Regions from separate parts of the Oryctolagus cuniculus genome. Here region 2 is linked to region 1. The links are chromatin contacts, called in public Micro-C maps. All regions are on one chromosome and are shown on one strand. Each heading gives the region's core, a stretch centred on a gene start, on an enhancer-like site or on the middle of the called end of the contact. The rest is flanking DNA. Distances are from core to core; before and after follow the strand shown. Region 1 overlaps RCOR1 (REST corepressor 1). Region 2 holds the start of AMN (amnion associated transmembrane protein).

Evidence for each region. A called contact is a pair of places that touch in the nucleus more often than the background predicts.
Region 2: a Micro-C map of ear pinna shows a contact between it and region 1, with 6 times the contacts expected there. The contact joins the promoter of AMN here to the enhancer-like site in region 1. A contact is called at or near these places in 2 of 6 Hi-C or Micro-C datasets (ear pinna and an unstated tissue).

The regions. Positions count from the first base shown.
Region 1 is chr20:45,794,893-45,799,518 of mOryCun1.1, forward strand. The region is part of intron 3 of RCOR1 (REST corepressor 1); the gene reads left to right. Among named protein-coding and RNA genes, the nearest start is that of TRAF3, 63 kb to the right of the region's middle. Within about 2 kb of position 1,984, at least 1 of the 8 cell types and tissues checked has an H3K27ac peak or open chromatin away from gene starts, as enhancers often do. A contact at or near this core is called in ear pinna, where this site is marked.
Region 2 is chr20:45,997,113-46,001,738 of mOryCun1.1, forward strand. It overlaps AMN (amnion associated transmembrane protein), which reads left to right and starts at 2,720. Exons shown (of 12, transcript XM_070065427.1): 1 at 2,720-2,807; 2 at 3,330-3,448; 3 at 3,532-3,576. The coding sequence starts at 2,765.

The sequences.
Region 1 (4,626 bases), core at 734-3,233:
TGTTAGCTAATATTTTTACTTAAAATAACCTTTGAGGGGGCAGTATTGGTGGCACAGCTGGTTAAGTTATTGCCTGCAGTGCTGGGCATCCTGTATCAGAGCGCTGGTTCTGGTGCCAGCTGCTCCACTTCCACTTGTGCTCCCTACCAATGTTCCTGGGAAGGCCGTGGAAGATGACCCCGGCACGTGGGCTTCTCTGCACTTGTGGGAGATGCGATGCAGTTCCAGGACCCTGGCTTTGCCTGGCCCAGCCCTGGCTGTTGTGGCCATTTGAGGAGTAAACCAGCAGTTGGAAGAGCTCTGTCTCTCCTTTTGTGTCTGTTGCTCTGCCTTGAAAAGAAATAAAATAAATCTTTTATATGTGTATATGTACACACACACAGAAAAAGCTGCTGGATATTTTTAATATACATTTCTACATAAAGTTTAAAATATTCAAGAATTTATTTGAAAGGCAGAGAGATGGAGAGAGAGAGAGACAGAAGACGGATAGATAGATGTCTTTCATCCACTGTGTTCCCTCTCAAATGATGGAAAGAGCCAGCACTGGGCAAGACTGAAGCAGGAATCCGAATTCCATGGTAGGGAGCCGGGTACTTGAGCCGGCACCTGCTGCCTCAGGCACATTAGCAAGCAGCTGGGACTTCGAACCCAGGCACTTCCACATCTCAGGTGGCAGCATAGCCACTGCCCAGGCACCTGCCTCAGCGGCTGGATCCTCAGGCCGTTCTTCTTGATTTATCATCGTCACCATGATCGTCAGTCTGGTCATTCTGTCCTGATTACTTTGCCTCCTCAAACACTTGTTTCCGGTGCTTACCTGCTCTTCTGTTTCCTGTGTGTTGGTTGAAACCACTGCAGGTTGGTTGACCACGTCAGGAGGCCAGGGCATTTTTACTCTTTTAGTTAAGCCTGTTCCTTACTCCAGTCAGCTGTACATCAGTCAGTGTTAATAAGCCTTAGGGATTTTGTGCATTTTCTTGATGAATGAGAGTCTCACACGCTACCTCACACGATGTTACTCTATGACTCACTTGCCTGTGTTTTGATGGGGAGGCTTTGTGGCTTCAAAGATGCCTTGATTCATACAGTCTGTACTTTTCATAGAGTCAGTGTGATGTATATCCTTTTTATTATTATTATTTATTTATTTACTTGAGAGGTAGAGTTACAGACAGAGGGAGAGGCAGAGGGAGGTCTTCCATCCGCTGATTCATTCCCTAGATGGCTGCAATGGCTGGAGCTGGGCCCATCCAGCACTTGAGCCATCTTCTACTCCTTTCCCAGGCCATCAACAGGGAGCTGGATTAGAAATGGAACAGCCTGGACTAGAACCAGCACCCATATAGGATGCGGCATTTCAGACAGAAGCTTAACCTATTCTTCCGCTGGTCTGGCCCTCTGATGTTTATCTTTATTCATCATAATTTAGGATGAGACAAATCTTGCTGCTTGTTTCAATGGGAATTTTCAAGTTTAAAAAACGTTGCTGTATGCAATAATGGAATTACTTTTAAGTCTGAATACCCAATGATTGATTATTTTGCTGCTGCTGTTCCCCGCCCCCCAAAGATTTATGTATTTGTTTGAAAGCATTAGAAAGAAGGAGACAGAGATTGTCCATCTGCTGGTTTACTCCCCAAATGGCTGCAGCAGCCACGGCTGGGCCAGGCTGAAGCCGGAAGCTTCATCTGAGTCTCCCACGTTGGTGGCAGGGACCTGAGCACTTGCCATTTTCCACTGCTCTTCCTGGTTGGTAGCAGGGCGCGGGATTGGAAGTGGAGCAGCTGGGACACCAGCTGACAGCCATGTGGTGTGCCAGCGTTACAGGCAGCGGCTTGACCTGCTGGGCCACAGTGCCAGCCGCGATTCTAACACATGCTCACATGAGCTGGCCACACAAGACTGGCGGGCCACGCCCAGGTGGCTCCTGTACTGACCCTGTGTGCTGGGCAGGCTGCTGGCTGCGAACTCCCACCCCCGCCCGTGTCCTGGCATTCTCTCAGGCTCCTCGGTTTCTCGTATCACTGATCATTTTACCAAATGCTTCCCTGCCCACGGTTGCTCCTTACAGTGGCTGAGATCACCTCCAGTTGACCTTTGATCTTTTGGGGGCACAACCTAGATTGTTGCTACCTGACGTGGAAGGACTGTAGAAGTTCCTGGGCTGCCTGTTTCAGAACAGAGGTTCTCAGGTGGCTGTGCTTCTCCTGCCTCTCGCTGTTCCATCCGGGAGCCATCCGCCTTCGTCATCGCTGCCCTGTGTTTTCGTGAGGGCAGCTGGGAGAGGGCTTTATTTTCTTGGGTTGAGCTTGTTTTTGCTGTAGTTGGGAACACCCTGTGGGAGATTTTGAAAAAACACACACTTTACCCTTTCCTCACTGTTGCACCAGCTTCTGGTCATTCTGCAAAGGGCGTGGTGGGTGGTGGGAAAGTCAGGGCTCTGGGATATTCCCAGCCACAGAAGGGCACCACGTCCCTCTGAGTATCAGAGAGGAGGAGCCGCAGGTCAGAGCAGTAAAGCAGGGAGCCCCAAGGCCTGCCAGCAGGGTCGTCCGTGCCAGCGGCTGCATTCTGGGCTAATTCTGGTCTGGGAGGCTCTGCCAGGGAGGGGGCTCCGTTTAGGACCTAGTGTTCCTGGTGCTAATTCCTGGTGCTAAAAACATTTAAATCACAACTGTTTACAAAGAATCTTTAAGTGACTTTATTTTTAATCTGGAGTTGGCGACGCCTTGTTCCATAAAATAGAGTCGTGTTCTGACGGGTTGAGCAGAGGACACTGGTTTTATAGACCAGGAAGGCTGAAGGAATCAGAGCTGCTTGGTCATTTCAGAGTCACTTTCCTTGGTCTGGATGGAGAGACCGAGGAGTAGGAAGGTGACTGGCTCAGCTCAGGCTGCGGCTTCCATGTCCGGAGTAAGCAGAGAACCGTGTTCTCATGCAGCCAGAACCAGCTGCCTCCTGCCTCTCACCCTGATTTCTGAGGCTGGGCAGACAGCTCAGGGTCATCTTGTCGGACGATACAGCGTGAGTGACACTGTTCGCTTGGTCTGTTGTGTCCGGCTTCCCCTGCTGGTCTCCAAGAGGCTCTCACAGCTGAGTGGTCTGGAAGGTGTCCTAAGGAAGATGCTGCCGTGGCAGAAATCAGTGGAGTTGTAACTGGAATGCTGTGGTCCCACTGTAGTTTGTAGCTGAATCTGGTTGGAGATGCTGGGGCAGACTTCACGGCCCCTGTTGCTGATGTAGTGGTGTGGATCCAGCCAATGGCATCTGCCTGAGGCACATGGGCAGTATAGGTCTAGTGAGCAGCCATCTCAGGGCCACCCACTCCACCTGTCAAGCCTGTGCATTGACTGACTTCAAGATCACAGGACTGACCCGTGGCCATGCCCATGGTCCTCATTCAGCTAGGGTAAATAGTAGCATGCTCGTGGAGCTGAGACTGTACGGAAGCTTGTGGTTCATCCCCTCAGAGCCGCTGGACAGAAGCAGCACGGCGCCAGGGTTGGCTTCCACTCTGCCTCCTGCCCCCGGCAGCCTGTCCTGGGTCCTGCCTGCCACCCTTTGCATCCAGGCTCCTCCAGCACCAGCCACTGCAGGCTCCGGCCTGGTCCACGGAGCCACTGCTTCTGTATCTGCACCTCACCTCACATTTTAGAGCCTTAGGGCACAGTCCCTGTCTGACGTTGCCTGCCCTATTTTAAAGTGAAAAGCATGCAGGAGGCGGGACCTGTCCTCCCCCTCTCAGCTGCGGTGACGGCCAGGGCCGTTTCATTGGTTACTTGCTGACTCTCGGATGTATCACAGTTCTCCTGTGTCCTGAGTGGATTGACTGGTATGCTTGTGAGTATATGTGTTTTAAACTTTTTTTAAAGGAAATTAGTGCCATTGTATTGTAATTAATAGTTACTTGCACTAAAGGGAGTTGTTGTTTGAATTAAATTGACTTTCTCTGTTGTTGATGGAAAAAATTTCCCTGAGTATTTAGTATATAACCTAGTAAAAGATTCGAATTATTTTTGGAAATTAATTTCTTTTTTCTAAATTGGTTGTCAATTATACCAGAATTAGCAGTGTGGTTGTAGTATAATTGAATAACAGGTTGAGATGCAGAAGGCCTGATCTTATTAGCTGGCTTGTGGATGCGGTCAGCTCCTGGGGCCACTTAGGGCCTGCTTTCTCTCCATTTAGTCCTCGGGCCAGAGGCTGCCCTGTGAGGGCAGAAGGACGTGGCACCTGTGGGCATTGTACGATTGTTGTGTGCAATTCCATGCTACTTTCTATGATTTATAAAGGAAGGCCATCCACAAATGGCCCATACTTCTTGAGGCCAAGTCAGTTCGATTTCTTCGGTATTTTCTTAGTGCTTGATAGCTAGCCAGCACTTGCCACCTTGTATTTCAATATTTCAATGCAGAGTCCAAGCACTGGGATGTGTAATTAATCTATTAGATTCTTTTTAAAAACATAAAAATAGCTTACTTATTCTTTATCCTCAACTGAGACAAAAAATGAACTCCACTTTCATACTGCTTTTTACTGCTAAGTAAGTATTTGTCAAAGCACCGAGTTAATGGTTGTGTGTTGTGGAAAACCTGAACAACACCAAGACAAGACACAATTTCC
Region 2 (4,626 bases), core at 1,470-3,969, 200 kb after region 1:
CGCGCCCGCCAGCAGCCTCACCCCTGCCCCGCCCCGCCAGCCTCCGAACGGTGGGCGCATCCTTGAGTGTGGCGTTAAGGCTGCCTTCCCAGCAAGCCCCGCTGGCCGTCGGGGCGCCCCACTGCCCTCTCCAGGTGGGCAGCAGTGGCTGGGGAGTTCTACTCCCCAAGGCTCAGCGCCCCCGGGCCTGCCCTCGGGGCAGTCCACTTCCGGCCTGCGCAGGAGCCCCCACCTCTGGCCATGCCTTCCTAGCCTCTTGGGCCCTGCGGTGGAGTCCACTTGGCCAGCCCCTCGCAGCCGAGGGTGCGAACCAGGGAGGCCCAGTCAATCAACCTGCTTTCGAGAGATGCGAGATGAGGGGCAGTAGGGTGCAGTCCAGACTGCCACCAGATGCCGGGTCCCGGAGCCCAGCAGGGGACAAGGCCAAAGTCCAGCACTGTGTCCTCTCCCCACCCCGACTCTGAGCCAGAGAGATCCGAGAGTCGGGGTCTGGTGGCCGCTCCTCCCCCAGATGAAGGGTCTGTGCCTGCAGCGGCCAAGCCCAAAGCAGGGCTGCGGCACCTGTGCCCCAGGTGAGGGTGAGGGTGGAAGGTCCCACGCGTCCACCTCCACCCACCCTTCCCTGTCTGCTCACCCGACATCCAGTCCTCTAGCCCAGCGCCCCAGCCCCCATCAGCCATGACCACTGGTCTCCCAGCACCCCCTGCTCACGCTGTCCCCTAGTGTCAACTCATCATCCTCCCCACCACCCCAGCCAACTGCCACCCACAACCCACCCACGGTCCACCCACAACCCACCCACGGTTCACCCACAACCCACCCACAATCCACCCACGGTCCACCCACAATCCACCCACGGTCCACCCACAATCCACCCACAACTCACCCACGGTCCACCCACAACCCACCCACGGTTCACCCACAACCCACCCACGGTCCACTCACAACCCACCCACAACTCACCCACGGTCCACCCACAACCCACCCACGGTTCACCCACAACCCACCCACGGTCCACTCACAATCCACCCACAACTCACCCACGGTCCACCCACAACCCACCCACGGTCCACCCACAATCCACCCACGGTCCACCCACAATCCTCCCACGGTCCACCCACTCACCCATCTGTGCCTCCCAGGACACAAACCCAGATCCCCTCACGACCCCGCCATCGCCACATGCGTGACACAGAGATCCAAGCCTCCATCCTCTCCACACAACCCTCCACCCCCCACCACCCCTCCACCCCCCATCACCCCTGCACCCCCATCACCCCTCCACCCCATCACCCCTGCACCCCCATCACCCCTCCACCCCCCATCACCCCTCCACCCCAATCACCCCTTCACCCCCCATCACCCCTCCACCCCCCATCACCCCTCCACCCCCCATCACCCCTCCACCCCCCATCACCCATCCACCCCCCCATCACCCATCCACCCCCGATCACCCCTCCACCCCAATCACCCCTTCACCCCCATCACCCCTCCACCCCCCATCACCCCTTCACCCCGATCACCCCTTCACCCCCATCACCCCTCCACCCCCCATCACCCCTCCACCCCAATCACCCCTTCACCCCCATCACCCCTCCACCCCCCATCACCCCTTCACCCCGATCACCCCTTCACCCCCCATCACCCCTCCACCCCACCACCCCTCCAACCCCCATCACCCCTTCACCCCCATCACCCCTCCACCCCCATCACCCCTCCACCCCCCATCACCCCTGCACCCCCATCACCCCTCCACCTCCGATCACCCCTTCACCCCCCATCACCCCTCCACCCCCCATCACCCCTGCACCCCCATCACCCCTCCACCCCATCACCCCTCCACCCCATCACCCCTCCACCTCCGATCACCCCTTCACCCCCCATCACCCCTCCACCCCTCCACCCCCCATCACCCCTCCAGCCCCGATCACCCCTCCACCCCCATCACCCCTCCACCCCCCATCACCCCTCCACCCCCCCATCACCCCTCCAGCCCCGATCACCCCTCCACCCCCATCACCCCTCCACCCCCCCATCACCCCTCCACCCCCTATCACCCCTCCAGCCCCCTACCTTGGTCATCCATCCACCCACTCACCCACCTGCCTACACCTCTCACCAGCTGTCCACTCCCAGTTCACCAAAGTCCATTCACCACCCTTGGAGCTCCCCTGCCACTCCCCTCCCCTCATCCAGAGCCCACGCCTTTCCTGCCACCATGCGCTCCAGCCCACATCCTCCAACCCTGCACTCGTGACCGTTATCCACCTGCCCACTGCCCACCATTCCCCTCCATCCAGCCATCCCCTCATCCTGCACCCAGTGACCAACACACACACCAAGCGGCCACTCTCGGCCACTGCCCGCCACACGCTGAGACATCCACTACGCTGCCTGCCGGCTGTGTGCTGGCCACCTGCTGATGACTGCTCACGGCCCACAGTCAGCACCCTGGACCATCCCCGGTGGTCCCGGAGGCAGGGGCGGCCTGGGGGAGAAGCTGTGTCCGAGTTCTGTAGGCCGGCAGACCGCACAGAGAGGGGCCTCGCTTGCCAATCTGCCCCTGCACCCGCCCCCTTCCCAGGGCGGTCCGCCCCAACCAGGCCCCTCAGACCCCGATGGGTGGGTGTGGGGCTGCCGGGAGGCCCCTCCGGAGGGGCCCGGGCAGGTCCGGAAGTAAATGTGTAACCGGCCCCGGCGCCCCCGCCGGTCACGTGGCGCCGGCGGGCAAAGTCTGCGGGCCGCGACGCCGGGCGCAGAGGAGATGGGCGCGCCGGGCCGGCTGGTGCTGTGGCTGCAGCTCTGTGGTAAGCGGGGCGCGGGCGGGTCCCCCCGAGATGTCCTCGGCACGTGGGCGCGGCCTGGCCTCCAGCGGGGCCCCTGGGCGCCCTCCCCTAACTCCCGGAGCTCTGGAGGCACAGCGCTGGCCCTGCCCGCTTCCTTGAGCCCCGGCACCTGCTGAGAGCCAGCCCCAGTCCTGCGCCCCCAGCCCCTTCTGCCGGCGCAGCCCCTCCGGTCCCAGGTCAGACTCCTCCAGGAAGCCCTCCTGCCCATCCCCAGGGGCACTGTCCTCGACCGACCCCGACCTCTACTCTCGCGCCGGACATACTGGGGGCGGGGCGGCCACGCGGGGTGGGTCCCGCGAGCTGGGCGCTGGAGCGGGCCGTGCGGATCCGGTTGGTGTCTGCAGGAAGGCAGGGACGGGGCTCCCATAGGGCCGGCTCGAGGCGCGCAAGGACCCTGGCCCGGGCCGCACGGGACTTGGCCGCGCCCGGCGGGGACCCTCGGGGGCCGGGGCTGGGGCACGCACTGAGCAGCCCCCTCCCCAGCGCTGGCCGGTGCTGCCTCCAAACGCTGGGTTCCCAGCACCAACTTCGACGACGCCGCCAACTGGAGCCAGAACCGGACGCCGTGCGCGGGCGGCGCCGCTCAGTTCCCGGCAGACAAGGTGCTCATGGCCGGGGGTCGGCGGGTGGGGGCGCCGTGGGCGGGGTCCTCACGCCCTCTCGCTGACGCCGCTTCTCCCGGCAGGCGGTGTCGGTCCTGGTGCGCGGAGACCACGCCCTCTCGGACTTGGTGAGACGAGAGGCGGCCTCGGCTTTGGCTGCCAGGGGAGGCCTGGGGGGTCCACAGTCACAGGAGTTCGGGGATTGACCCCGCGGCCAGGCGCGGCTCTAAGGATTCTGCGTTCGAATGCTTATTTGTTTATTTCCATCTAAATGAAAGAGAGAGAGAAAGAAGAGATGCTTCCATCCACTCCCCAGTGTCTGCACCCGCCCGGGCTGGGCCAGGCCGAAGCCAGGAGCCAGGAGCTTTATCCTGGTCTCCCATGTGGGTGCAGGGGCCTCTGCTGCTTTCCCAGGTGCACTAGCAGGGAGCTGGTGGGAAGTGGAGCAGCCGGGACTTGAACCGGTGCCCGTGAGGGATGCTGGCGCTGCAGTACGCCACAGCGACGCCCTGATTGGTTTCTAGCATGAGTGGTGCCCTGCTTTTCCAAACGCTGCCCTTTAGCTGGCCGCTGTCCCCTCCGCTGCGGCCCTCTTGTTTCTCTTCTCACAGCATTGGCCGGGACCCCCACTCCTGCCCAACGGCAGCCAGGAGTCGCTCTCAGAGAAGCCGTTTCAAGTCTGTCCCCTGAGTGTGCTCACGGGAGGCTCTCGGGACATGGCTGTGCACATCCTACTGCTAGCTGGATGGCAGGTTTTTAAATTAACTTATCTGTAAGGCAGAGAGACCTCCACCTGCTGGTTCCCTCCCCAAATGCCTGCAACAGCGAGGGCTGGGCCAGGCTGGAGCCGGGGGCTCCGGCCTGGGCAGTGCTTGCTGCCTCCCCGGGTGGGCGCAGAGCCGGGACTCGAACCCAGACGCATCGCCGTCGACACGTGCCCCGCTCGCCGCTGCGGAAAATCCCACGCAGGCCATTTCCCGCGTCTTTTCCATCCCTTGAGTGCCTCACCCCACCATGTAGCCCGGGAATGAGGAGCTCTGAGGTGACCCGGGCCGCACGGGACACTCCGGGACCCTCCAGTCCGGGCAGGTCGAAGGTTGAAAGAGGCGGAGAGAATTTGCTGGCCCGAGACTCCGCACTGCCCTCTGCTGGGCTCCCCTGGCCCCGCAGCCGGAACC